2 separate regions of the Sus scrofa genome follow, and region 1 is linked to region 2. A link is a contact called in public Hi-C data. All regions are on one chromosome and are shown on one strand. Each heading gives the region's core, a stretch centred on a gene start, on an enhancer-like site or on the middle of the called end of the contact. The rest is flanking DNA. Distances are from core to core; before and after follow the strand shown.

What was found. A called contact is a pair of places that touch in the nucleus more often than the background predicts.
Region 1: a Hi-C map of embryonic fibroblasts shows a contact between it and region 2, with 4 times the contacts expected there. The contact joins two enhancer-like sites. A contact is called at or near these places in 4 of 47 Hi-C or Micro-C datasets (embryonic fibroblasts, fetal skeletal muscle, heart right ventricle and 1 more).

The regions. Positions count from the first base shown.
Region 1 is chrX:58,421,573-58,428,490 of Sscrofa11.1, reverse strand. The region is part of intron 4 of HDAC8 (histone deacetylase 8); the gene reads left to right. Among named protein-coding and RNA genes, the nearest start is that of HDAC8, 26 kb to the left of the region's middle. Within about 2 kb of position 4,925, at least 2 of the 83 cell types and tissues checked have an H3K27ac peak or open chromatin away from gene starts, as enhancers often do.
Region 2 is chrX:57,854,562-57,861,799 of Sscrofa11.1, reverse strand. The region is part of intron 2 of NHSL2 (NHS-like protein 2); the gene reads right to left. Among named protein-coding and RNA genes, the nearest start is that of NHSL2, 120 kb to the right of the region's middle. Within about 2 kb of position 1,464, at least 9 of the 83 cell types and tissues checked have an H3K27ac peak or open chromatin away from gene starts, as enhancers often do.

The DNA.
Region 1 (6,918 bases), core at 3,676-6,175, 560 kb before region 2:
TCTCTCTCAGGTGCAATCCTGGTGTTTGCTTTCAGGTCCAGGTACCAGGATGGGAAGTCAATGACACTCTTACTTATGCCCTGCCCCTTGCTTTGCCCACCTCCACCTCCTGACCCCAGACCCACTAGACCCTTTTACCTAGTCTCACTAGTAAAGGAAAAGATCAGACCTCTATGCTTAGAAACCAGGGTAGAAATCTTTTTTTTTTTTTTTTTTTTTTGTCTTTTGTCTGTTGTTGTTGTTGCTATCTCTTGGGCCGCTTCCACGGCATATGGAGGTTCCCAGGCTAGGGGTTGAATCGGAGCTGTAGCCACCGGCCTACGCCAGAGCCACAGCAACGCGGGATCCGAGCCGCGTCTGCAACCTACACCACAGCTCACCGCAACGCCGGATCGTTAACCCACTGAGCAAGGGCAGGGACCGAACCCGCAACCTCATGGTTCCTAGTCGGATTCGTTAACCGCTGCGCCACCACGGGAACTCCGTGGGGTAGAAATCTTGAAAGCAGGAACAGAGGTGGTGACAGTGGATGTGAAAAGGAAGGAGAGCACTTGAGAGTGATTTTAGAGGCATAACTGACAGAATGTGATAGTCAGCTGTTGAGGATAAGGCAAGGGGAAACATCAAAGACACACAGTTTCTTGCCTAAATAGGATGCAGTATTATTAATAAGATTGAAATTGGTACACCAAAAAAACATCCAGAGATGTCAAGGGATTTGTGACAGGAAGATCTAAATGGATAAATGGATAGTTAGGTAGGAGATGGTAGAAAGTAGATTGGTTGGTGGGTGTCTGGTTGACATCCCAAACATGTCCAAATGCTAACTCCTAACCCTTATCCCCACCCCCAGCCCCACTCACATGGCAGCCCTACTCTTCCTGTTGTTGAAACCAAACATATTGGAATCATCTTTGACTCCTCCTTTCACACCCCAAATTCAATCTGTTTTTTTTTTTAAAAAATTCCATATTCAAAATATTTCTAGAATCTGACCACTTCTCACCACCTCCCACACTGTAACCCTAGTCCAATCTGCCATCATCTTTCTCTGGGACTACTGCAACCACCTCCCAACCAGCATTTCTGCTTCTGGCCTTGCCCCTGTTTGGTCTGTCCTCCACATAGTGGACATAGTAATCCTGTTAAAACAGATCCTATCACTCCTCTGTTCAAAACACTGCCTTGACCCTCTGTTTCACTCTGAGTAAAAGCCAAAGACCCCACCACAGCATACAAAGCCCTGAGCAGTCCTCCCTCCCCACCCCTCCACCCCGCCACTGCCAGAATTACTCTTTTCCTCACTGTTATCTGGCCATTGGACTCCTTGTGTTCCTTGAACATACCAGCCATGTTCCCATTTCCAGGCCTTTGCCCTTCCTGTTCCCACTGCCTGAAATAATCTTCCCAGTTATGCCCTTCACCTCCTTCAAGTCTTTGCTTAAATATCACTTTCTCAGTAAGGCCTTCCCTAACCATGTGTTTAAATTTGCACTGCCAAAAAGCCTCCCATTGTCCTTCCTCATTTCTATCGTTCTCCATACTATTGACCACCTAAAAACTTATTTTTCTTATTCATTATTTATTTCATGCCTTACACCCCCTCCTAATAGAACATAAGCTTCATAGGAGGTAAGAGTTTTTATTTGTTTTATTCATTACTATAGCTTCACTGCTTAGAATTCTGCCTGGCACATAGAAAATTCAATAAAGTTTTGTTGGGTGAATGAGTGTGAAAGTTGGAATGGATGAGCTGAGAGTTGAGTGTGAAACATTGATTCCCAACCCTCTGGGGGAGTGACCCTCATGGTACTTCCAGTTGACTTATGGAATGTCAAAATTTTTGGAAAATAAAGAATAAAGTTATTTAAATTGGAAAGATGAATTAGTGCCTTCTCAGCAGGCTTTCAATAGATAATTGTTAAATAAATCAATGGTGATATCTTAAGAGATGAAATTATCAGAACCAGGAGAAGGGGGGGAGGGAGGGAAAAGGGAGAGAGAAGAGAGACAAGGGAAGAGGTGATTCCACATGGCAGTCAGAGGTTTGAGTGTTCACAAAGTCAAATAAGCAGTCAATACGTCATTGTTCCAGCATATTGAATATGACTAAACTGTGGGTTATATAAGCTTTGCTTTTTAACCAAGAGCCCACTAGAGGGAGTGCGCGGTTAAATCAAGAATGTTCTCTGCTTGATGAAATTCTCTTAACGTCATCCACATTTCTATTTATTGATCTGATGTTCGTCTAAATTGTTTCATCAGTTCGAAGTGTTCTCTTAAGCTAATTTCTTTCATCATCCCAGTATCTGGTTCAAAATAGGTCTTCAATAAATATTTATAGTTTGAATGAAAGAATGAATATTTAGAATCAAGAGACTCTCACCTTAAAATTTGTGTTTTACTAATTAACCAGTCACTCTTTCCATTAAGAAACTGTCCTTCAGTGTTCGTAACCTGGCTGATGAATATAGCATCCATGGTCCTTGGTGCTTAAAGAAGCCCTAGGCAGGAAGAGGGCAGGAGTCTGACTCGGAGTTTGTGTGCTTTATCTGTGTAGTGCCTGAACTAGAAGTCACTAAAGGCCAGGCTGCCTCTGCTCCTACACCCAGCTCCTCTCTGCATCAGGAGGGGCTGGCAGCTGATGGAAGATGCAGGTCCCCCAGGCTGGCTTGCCCCCCCCACCTCATCCCCCAGTTAGTTCAACTTCTGAAAATGGGGATTTCACTGCTTTTGAAACCTGTAGCCTAACGTGGGTTTTAGAGGTGTAGGGTTGTTGGGATGAAGAAAGTTAAATAAGCTTTGCTTGCTATCTTAATGATCAACTGTTCCCATTAAAACTCTCTGAAGGGATTTGGGGTGCCTGCATTTACAGCTTTCTGAGGGATCACTGTGGGGAGTATGGAGTCCTTGTCCTGTTGTCATCTGATGGAGGAAGTCTCCGAGTGCCCTTGATTCAGGCCCATGGCTAGGCCCTCAAAGCCTAAGAAATATAGTACATTTTTAATAAACTTTTTTTTTAAGAATAGTTTTTGATTTACAGAAAAATTGAGCAGAAAGTAGAGTTTCCATGTACCCCATACCCAGTTTCTCCTATTATTAACATCTTACATGAATAGAATACATTTGTTATTTGTTTATTTATTTGTTTGGCTGTACCTATAACATGTGAAAGTTTCTGGGCCAGGGATTGAACCCAGTGGTGACAACACAGGATCCTTAACCCACTAGGTCACCAGGGAACTCTAATACATTTGTTAATATTAATGAACTGATATTGATATGATTCATAGTTTATTCACACTTTGTTATTTTTTGCCGAATGTCCTTCTTCTGTCCCAGGACCCCATGAAGGATACATTTTGTTGTCATGTCTCCTTAGGCTCCCCTAGACTGTGACATTTTCTCAGGCTTTCCTTGTTTTTGATGACCTGGACAAGTTTTGAGTAGAAGTGCTAGAAGTAATATTCAGTAGTATATATTTTTCAGTCTGTTTTATACATTTTAATGTTTTTCAGTCTATTTAAAGGCATCATTTCAAATAGCCTGAGACATGTAGGCTGTGTTTATTGTTCTTTTAAGCACCAATTTTTATAACAAATCTGAATAATTCCTGAAGCTGGTCCTTGCTAGAGCAGGGCAAGTATCTACAGCACTGGTGAATTTTTCTGAAACTGTGTGCACTTTGAGTAAGTCTTTCAATCTATTGTCCATGCTCACCAAACCCTTGCTGGTCTCATCTTTTCTCAGAAAACTTAAAAGAAAATTGAAGGTGCAAATTCAAAGTGTGTATCTAGAATTAACTGGTCTGACTTGCTCTATTTTTCTATACTTGATCTTAGCCAAAAGGCCAAGAAGCGATGACTTGCTATTTCTTCCTACTGTCTGAACTGTAGTGAGAGGCTTGTTCTCAGTTTTTCTGATTAAAAATAAGGACCAAGAATTCTGTGAGAAAAAAGAGGAAGGACTGAAAGTTAGATAGAGCCACATAGCTTTATCTTAATTTTCTACCTCAACTCGTCTTTAATATAAACTGTATTATCACTGAATTATCATTGAGTTTATTATTAAGATAAAACTCAGCTTTATATTTTTTCCATTATGTTTTCAAATATTTAATCCCACTACCCACACAGATTCTTATACAATCAATACCACTAAATTTAGTTGGAGTGCTAGTAAGCTACATTCACTTCCTAGCTAGTCTTTGCTAGAATTGGGTGGATTTTTCTTCTGAGAATCTTTCTTTTCCATGCCTTTTGTGTATTGTCTTTGGACTTTAGTAAGAAAATGGCTCTTTAAACTCTCTGGAGGCTGGGGGCAAATCAAGGTAAAGTGTAAATTGAGAGGAATTGAAATCACTAATCTTGCCTGATGTACTTTAATATAACAGTAATTATAGATCATACAAGGTGGATTGAGTCAAGTTGTAATTATGGACTTTATTCCAGACAACTAATAAAACTTCTCTAGGAGATTATTAGAATTTCCCCTAAGAGGTATCTCGAAGGTTGTTAAGGTCTCATTAATGCTTTGACCAGGAATTCCTTTCTATGTATTTCCTATAGGAGAGATATATACCTGTAAAGAAGGTGCCCCAATTAACTTTAGAGACTTCTGTTTGCCCTTCAAGGCTTATTTCATATAAACAATATCAATGTTTACTAAAAATTTCTCAGAATTGCATGCTAGCTGTAGGAAATGTGATGTAAATAGTTGGAATTCAAACATTTTACATGGAATAAAATTAATTATTGGGAGGGACAGTACAAATTATGAAACTTTTCAAATTATTCAGGTAAAGGTTTTTCCCACCATATTAGGTGGCAGCTTTGGAATGGGCTTAAGGTTTAACTCAGGTCATGGAGACTGAACAATTTATCTGTGTTAGTACTCAAGTGCATTTTTGTTTCTGACGAAGGTTGGTTTTCTCATAGGCAATGTCAGTGGCTATTTAGCTCAGGCAGTTAGAACACAATGCTAGTAGGGCCAAGACCAGGATTTTTGTCCTTGTACAAACCAGTTAGTTTTCACTGATGGTAGTGCTATTGGCCACACTATCTACTGGCTGTCCATCTCTTCAAAAGCATATCCTCGGATGCAAGGGAAGCCAGACTGGGGGATGCAGACTGGTAAGTGTAAATCTTTACCACCTTTGAGAAAAACAGTCCAAAGTCCCTTTTGCTGTAAAGACTGGGTCACCTGCACCATTTGTACTGGTTTGCCTCACTGTGTTGTTATGGGTACTCTAAAATGCAGAACTATGTCCATTGCTTTCTCTGTTTTATATCCTATTAGCTCAGGAAAGATTTTCATTCCATTGAGCACCAGACTGTGGGGTATATTTTTGGAAGCAAGTGTAGGTGTACCAGAGCCAAAAAAGGTTGGGAACAACTGTAGACAAACTGATCTCACTGTTCTTAGAGCTGCCAACTCTAGGCTTAGAGCCCTTAAAGTGGACTATAAATGTAGAGTAGGTGGTTGAAAGAAAATCCGTTATGTAGAACTAATTTCTGGTTTCCCACAATCAGGTGCATGTATTTTTGTGTGCCTGTTTTATGTGGTGAGAAGCAGGTGTGCACAAAGCTGATTTATTTAGCTCTGTTAATTTAAAACTGGGGTCTTAATGAAGGGAAAATTGTGACTTAGATAATTAGGATAGTTAGTACTTTGGATCTTTTACAAATGCCTTTATTTAAACTTATGATGATAACATTTCTGTCAAGGAGGTGTAGGTTAAGGTAGGAACTTTTTGATAAGTCAGAAAATGAAGCAGAGAGACCAAGGTCCTTCCTCAGTTTCTATCACTGAAACGTGGAAGTCTCTAAGAGGACTTGCAACTATGAAATCACATTACAGAAGGATTTCTGGTTTTTCAGTCTCCCTCTTTGACAGAGGAAACAATGGTGTTATAAATAAACACAGAAACTCTTGATCTGTAAAAGTCATTGAGTCAGTTCTCACAAGAGACAGCAACATGAACTGGCCGCAGGAGTAGTGAACAGGGTGTTAGAAAAGGGAGCCTACAGAAGAAATGACGAGGTTTGGACATTAAGCATGGAAACATCTGATTATATAATATGTTAACCAGTCATAAGCTATAATGACACAAGCTAGAATTTGTTCATTTTTCCTTCCCTGGATCATTATACTAAGCAGAGAAGAAAGGAAAGCCAATGTGTCCTAATAGTAATTTCAGCATTGTCTTAAACGTCCAAGTACAGGTGTACTCCAATTTAAGAAAATGTAAGAAATTAAACAAAAAAGCATGTTGCCAAATGGATAGATACAGGGATTGGATGGAGAACTCATTTTATAGAAGAAGCTTCACTATGACAGGATTCACCCACTGATTTCCTTAAATTAACGTTTCTGGTGAATTCAAGTTTGATTCGCAAAGAGTCAGTTATCGCATAACTTTTTATGAATATGTCTGCTACAAGTTTTAGCTTAGTAATACCATTTGTAAAATATGTATATTTTACAATAGAGTCTGTATACTAACATACAGAGCAGATTTCAATAATTTTATTTTCCTGATTTTTTGAAGCACTATATGACCTGTGTAGATTTACATGTAGGCCAAAGCATAAAAGCAGGATTATGAGCACTGTCTAGAGAGAAGAAGAGACATGATGGTACTAAGGGAGGATTAGAATTAGATGGGCAAGAGATATAAAAAGAAAAAAAAATTGAGAAATTTTGGCCATTTCCGATTTCTGGGAAAGCTATCTTGCTTTCTATCTCTGGTGTACCTTTTGCCTCTGACTAGTTAGTTGAAGTTTTCTCTCCTGCTGATCTCCTATAATCATTTCAGCTCTTAAACATAGAAATTATCCATAAGGGTACAAATAGCATCATTTGGTGAAGCAACAACAATAGAAGCACCAGTGACACATTCCAGGAATGATTAAGAGG
Region 2 (7,238 bases), core at 215-2,714:
GCCAGCCCAGGAGAACCGTGGACCTCAGCCACCTCATGGGCTTTTATGGGGCCTCGCTTGCGACCAAAGGATCATTTTACACCATTTGAGGGCCAATTTGATTTCCCAGTTTTAAACCACCAATTCCATGTGGACTCAGAGGATTCAACGTGTTCACACCTTGGGGATGGGCTTCTTTCCTTCACTCCCTGTGTCAAGTCCCTCAGCAGTGGCCCTCAGCCAGGGGTGGGTCCTCCTAGGCCCTGGAAGTGTTTGGAGATATATAGAGGCATTTCTGATTGTTTCAGTGACTCCAGGGTGCTAAGTGGGCCGGGAGTCAGAATGTTAAACACCTTGCAATGCACAGGAGCGTGTCACACTGCAAAGTCTCAACCTCAAGTGCCAATAGTACTCTCATTGAGAACCACTGTGACCATGAGCTCAGTGAGGCAGGGATTCTGGCTATTTCAGGGTTTTGTTTGTTTGTTTGTTTGTTTTTGTGTTTGGGTTTTTTTGTTTGTTTGTTTTGGTTTTTTGCTTTTTTTTAGGGCTGCACCCGTAGCATATGGAGGTTCCCAGGCTAGGGGTCCAATCAGAGCTACAACTGCTGGCCTACGCCACAGCCACAGCAATGTGAGATCCGAGCCACGTCTATGACCTACACCACAGCCCATGGCAATGCCGGATCCTTAACTCACTGAATGAAGTCAGGGATCGAACCTGCAACTTCATGGTTCCTAGTCGGATTTGTTTCTGCTGCGCCACAACGGGAACTCCAATTCTGGCTATTTTGTTCTCTACTATGTTCCTAGCATGCAGCAGTGCACAGCCCATGAAGGTGTGCAAGGAGTGTTTGTTTAATAAATCGACTCATCCCTTCATATAAGCAACTCCTACTGAGCACCACCTTTGGTGTTGGGGATGGAAGAATGAGCAAGACTAGGAGACTTTGTACCTCAGTGAGCCTTAGCCGGGTAGGGTAAAGAGGATCCTGAGATGGAGGCTAAAAGTCAAGAACACGTCATCTTCCATAACTACCATGGGGCCCTTTCCTAGCTAGTGGAACACATTGCCAGTTAAATGCTGAATTGAAGATTCGTTCATTCATTCAACCAGCGCTGGAATAGCACATGATCTTTTCAAAGTACTTTCTCAGACGCGGTCTTGCCAGAGTTGGCCTGGGAGGAGAGGAGGGTTGGGGCGGGGGCTGGAAGCAGAGTTGAGGTCTGAGAGGTTCCTGCCCAGCTCGGCCGGAACAGACAGGCCCAATCAGATGGTCTCTTGGGATTGGGGTGGGGGTGGGGTCTGGTGCGAATGGAAATATGTGCCACATGGCCTGAATTGCAAGGGCCGGCCTCAGGCTCCCACAGCCCCCAAACACTTCCAGATGGGTTTATTTATAAGTCCCAAAGCAGAGGCAGCACTCGGTTCCCTTCCCTCACTCTCCTCCCTACCCCTCTGGAGCAAGCCTTGGCCGCCTGTTTCCACTCCGGAAACCAGCAGGAGACAGGGAATGTGCTGCCACAGCCACAGCCTGGGTTCCTGGTCACGGCCTGTCCCCTGGGTGGCAACAGCAGCTCACTGTGTGGGTGCCAGCTGAGCTGGCCACGCTCCTGCCCACCAAGCCCATGTGGGCTGTCTCTCAGGGCCAACTGCTAAACGGGTAGTGTGAGCTGGGCACTTTCCCTCTGCAAGTTTCTATTCCAGATCTGCCTCCACTTCATAAAGCCAATCACACTCACTTCTTCCTGTTTCCCATTTCTGGGAGATTCTGAGCTCTCTCCCCTCCCACCTTCTCCCTTCTCACCGTACAGGCTGCCAGAGGCTTTGGACTTGGACATTTTCTAAGTCAGGACACTGGAGCTCAGACAGGCTGAGTGACTTGCTCAAGGTCACACGTGTTCAAGAGCAGAGCCAGACACTGAAAGCCCCAAGCTTTGTCTCTGATGCTAGTGCCTCCTGAACCTTAAGTTTCCTCATGGGTGAAGTGGGGCAAATGCACTGCAGGGTGGTCTGGTTGGAAGTGTGGGCTCTGGAACTGCTCTGCATCAAGCATGTGCTGGTTTTGTCATTTACTGGCTGGATGACCTTCAATGAGTCACTCTTCCTCTTCGTAACTCAATTTCTTTATCTTTCTTTGAAAGATTACGGAGAGAACGGATTGAAATGGCTCAGCACAGTGTCTGGCCCATACTAAGCCCACAATAAATAATAACCAATATGATAGTTTATTGCTCAGTTACATCATTAGAAAGCTCGCAGCTCCCATCTCTTGAAATATGGGCCAGGCCTCGTGACTCTTCACACGTAGAGAACAGTAAACTTGGGTTTGGAAAGATTAATGATTTGCCTAAAGCCACCCTTGTAGGAATAGAGGAGGGGCTTGAACCTAGTTCTAGGTGAGTCCAAGGTTATGGATTCCATGGTTGTTGTTGTTGTTGTTTATAGTTTTATAGACTCTATAGAGTCTGAAGGATTAAAGCCCCTTTATGTGCCCTTAGCTGAGTCTGCCCTGCCTCCCTCATCCCCCACCCTGCCCTATCTTGCCTCCTTTGGGACTGGCCCAGAAGCATCCTTATCCCAGAGGTTCAGCCCACCCCACTGACCTGAGCATTTGGGTGACCTTAAGCAGAGCCCATGAGCACCACCTGGGACTGAGGCCTTCACACCTCCTTCCTCTCCTAACCATGGCTGGAACTGGTTGGTGGCTAGAGGGAACAGGGTGGCAAAGAAAGCAGATGAAGTTTCCAGCATTAGGCTTCTACATGCACCATAATCAGTTTCCTGTACAAGCTCTTTGCCCTCAAAGTTACTCAGAACCAAAGTGTGGCAAACCCACCTCTCTGTCTCCAAGGGTCCAAAAATTTTCCTGCAGCTGTTCAGCAACACATGACACCAGATTTCTCCCCCAGCGGGAGTCTACGGTATTCTCACATTCCTTTCTGCTTGCTGCTGCGCAATGAGACACACAACATTTCTGCATGTCTTCCCATCCCACACCACGAGTCAGTCCCACCAGTGACACATGTGGGCATGGAAATCAGCAGACGCTTCTCCCAATTGCTCGTGATTCACCAAATGGGCTCCAATCCCATCAACAATTTGGTTTGATCTAGCTATATTTCCCTCATCTTTTCAGTGGGCTGCCCAGGATGCTCAGAATTCCTGAGAGTCCAAGAAGTGCAGAGTTGCTTCATAAATGCCCAGCACAGAAAGGGCATTTCATAAATGCTTCATCACTATCCAAACAAAGTAACTCTCAGAGTTTGTGAACAAACATTACCAGAGAATCCCAGGAGCAGCTCCTCTCTGCTTCCAGCACTAATGCTCAGGAAAGCTTCCTCTTCAAGTGCAGGCATTGGCCCTTACCCCAGAAACGACCAGATCTGCAGCCCCAGCCCCACTGTATAGGCTCTCTGAGCCTCAGTTTCCCTCTCTCTTGTTCTAAAGCATCTAATGTGTGTCAAGTACATGGTACTGTCTCCACAGAGAAAGTACACTTATAAAGCTTTACCTTGTAGTAAAAGTAAATTTTTAGAGAGTTCCCACTGTGGCACAGTGGGTTAAGAATCTGACTGCAGTGGCTTGGGTCACTGTGGAGGTACAGGTTCAATCCTCCTGGTGCAGTGGGTTAGAGGACCCAGCATTGCAGCAGCTATGGTATAGGTCATAGTTGTGGCTTGGACTCAATCCCTGGCCCAGGAACTTCTATATACCACGGGCGTGGCCATAAAAAGAAAAAAAAAGTAAATTTTTACATATTCTAGAGGCATCTAGAGGATGAATCAGGACATTCTTTATTCTTTCAATACTTACTGAGCATCTACTATATACAGAGCTGCATGAGAGAAAAAAAATAAATTCAAAATTGAGTTTCTTTCCTCCAAGAGACTATAATGTGGCTGGACATTTAGACAAGCAGGGAATATCTCAGAATTTCCTAATGCCTTTAGGAGCCAGGCAAGTACTATAAATGAGTGAATGAGGTTGGAGCAATATAACAATAATAACAACAACAGCTACAATAATAATAATAAGTGGCGAGGACTGTGGGGAACTGGAGAGCAAGAGCTCCATCTAACGGGGAAGCCGCCACTACAATCCAGGAAAAACTACCATCCTATGGGAATGCAGAGCCAGTATCACTAGATTTCTCTGTTTTTCAAAGAAGCCGGAAATCCAGAGTGAATGGGAAGATTATTAATCGTGACATGGTTGCAATAATTTGGAAAAGAAATAAACTTCATGCAGACCAAACCAAACATATCCGCGGGCATTATTTGGCCCACCAGCCACCAGTTTGCGACCTGTCCATAACAATAGATGATAGCTACTGACAATACATCCTGGAGGCGCTCAGAGGAGGACACGAGTCCCTTGGGCTGATATGCTCTGGAAAGCTTTCCTCAACGTGGTCAGATTCAGACGCAGCCCCAGAGTGTAGCTGTGAAGCTGATGGGTGGATTGGAGGGGCACAAAGCTTTTAGCAAAAGGAGAGAAGGGAGGGGAACCAAGAAGGTTGTGGTCAGAGCTCAGAGGCAGCAAAGAAGTGCATGTGGCTGCTACGAAGCCTTCCAGTGGGGGGAAAGGCAATCTCTGGCCTTTAGTTGGTCTCAAGGGAGGAGGTTTCTCATGAGTAGAGTCAGGAATCTCAGCATGAAGGGAACAAGGGAAGATGGGGAACTACTAGGCAGAGAGTCTGATTCTGAAAAGCCAGTCAGAGAGTAAAATTAAACACAGGCAGACAGATGCCTTGTCAGCAGCCATGGGGAAAGGCCATTTTAGTTAGGCCAAGGGCTCTTCTAGAATATAACAGTGTAAAAAATCAGTGAAAAGTACAAATAAATAATGTGTGATCCAGGCTGGTGACTTAGAAATAGGTCCAGAAGGTGAGAATGGGTAAACCACAGGACAGTGAGACCTACCATAGAGGAAACAGGGCTCTGGCCCCATACAAACACTGGGGAAAGGAAAAAACAAACAGGAGCTTCAGAAAAAGCCAGCAATCCACAAAAATCCTGGAAACTATTTAAAGACACTTTGGTAAAAGCCAAGGTAAAATATATGTCCAGGATTAAAAGCACCAGGGGTTAGAAACATTCCCCCACAGGGCTCTCTGACAGGTTGGGAAAGTAACTGAAGGAAAGAAGACGCTTTACTCCAAAGTGGAGAACGTGGGGATGTGTGGCAAGCAGGTGTCAGGGAGAATAATATTGGCCTTGCATTGAATTGTGTAACCACTAAAACAAGAGGCAACTGGCTAAGGGTCATGGAAAAAGCACAAATATGGTAGGCAGGATTATAGCTCCCTCCAAAGATGTCTGTGTTCTAAATCCCCAGAACCAGTGAAAATGTTATGGTAAATTGTAAAGCTCAGAAATAAGGCTTGCAGATGGAATTAAGGTTGCTAATCAGCTGATCTCAAAATGGGGAGACTCTTGCGTGTAATAGGTGAGCATAATGTAACCACAAGGGTTCTTACAAAGTGAAAGAAGGAGTCAGGAAAGGCAGAGTTAGAGAAGGAGATGTGACAACAGAAGCAGGTTCAGAGATAAGGGATGTGAGAAAGTCTCACATCTTGCTGGTTTTGAAGATGGAGGAAGGGGACAAAAACCGAGGAGTGTAGGCAGTGTCTAGAAGCTGGAAAAGGCAAGGAAACAGATTCCCTCCTAGAACTGCCAGAAGGAATGCAGCCCTGCTAGCACCTTAATTTCAGTCCAGCAAGACTCATTTCAGACATTTAACCTCTAGAACTGTAAGATAATACATTTCTGTTGCTTTAAGCCACTAGTAAATTTGTGGTAATTGTTACAGCAGCAATACGAAACCAAATACAACTAGCTTTGGACCCAGACAGATGTGGGGTTTAATCCTGACTCCACTGTATACCAATTGCTTGACCTTAGTCCAGTCACTTAACCTGAGCCCCCAAATCCTCATCTCATCTTTATAGATGACGTCCATAATACTTACACTTTGTAGAGTTTAGGTAAAGAGCAACTGAGACAATGAATGTGAAAAAGATAGGACAGCCTGGCACAGAGAGGGTGCCCGGCAATGTTCATTTCTTTCCATCAGTGCATTTGATGGAATAGTAATTGATTCTTAGGACCAGTGGTGTTCTGGTAAATATTTAGCCATTGGCTTTCAAAAAAAATGCATGCATGTATACACACACACACACACATGTGTGTGTGTGTATATATATGTATATATACTTCTTATATAAGAATGTGAAACAATTTATGAATAACAACGAAATAATAGTCTTCACTGCAAATTCTATAGAGTACACTGATTTTCATATAATGTGTTCATTAATTTTGCTGAACTCTTACGTCCATAGCCATCCTACACTTATGATAAGAGTGAGTATAGTTCCTACATGAATGGTGGTTGATATTTTCATTTATGTTTAATGAATAAGAAGAAAGTGAAACAATGAAGAAGTTTTGGAACTTGATAGATTCATCAATGATTCAAACAACTCCTTTGCTGAACCAGATAATAATTTCCACGTACTTGAGGTAAATTTCCTCAATTTTGGGGGTGCTATCCGTGAGGTAATATGACATACTCTTAAGTTTAAGGCACATTAATATTTTCCATCATTTTCTTAACTCTAGAGTACAGTGAATAAAACAAGAATCCAAGCCCTCATTTGTAGCATTTTCATGATATAAATACTCCCCACTGTGGCCTATTTCAAGCTTCCTATGTAACATCACCAAACTCGGAGTCGGAAAAGATGCTCGGCAGCACACCCTTCAGATGCAGTAGATGTGAATCAGCTCAAGAGCATAGATCATAGTAAAACAACTAGAAAGTGGTGAATTTTAAGTATTTACTAACGTAATTTATTTAACTATAGGTTTACAGAATTTAATGTTTTTCATCTAAAGTTATTTTTTTTTATTTTGAGATCATCTTAGATCTACAGAAGAGTTGCAAAAGCAGCACAGAGAGTTCTCCCATGCCCTTCACCCAGCTTCACACAGATGCTGACATATTACATAATTATAAAACATTTATCAAAACTGAAAAACTAACCTTGGTACAACTTTATTAACTAAAGTAAAAAGCTTATTTAGATTTCACCAGATTTCCACAAAAGTCCTTTCTCTGTTCTAGGATCCAATCCAGAATCCCATATTGCATTTAGTTGGTCATTTATTTGGTAGACTGTCCCTCAATCTTGGCTTGTCTTCTGTTTTCTCCTATAATTTAATCGTTAACGATGGCTGTTTTTAACAATTGGC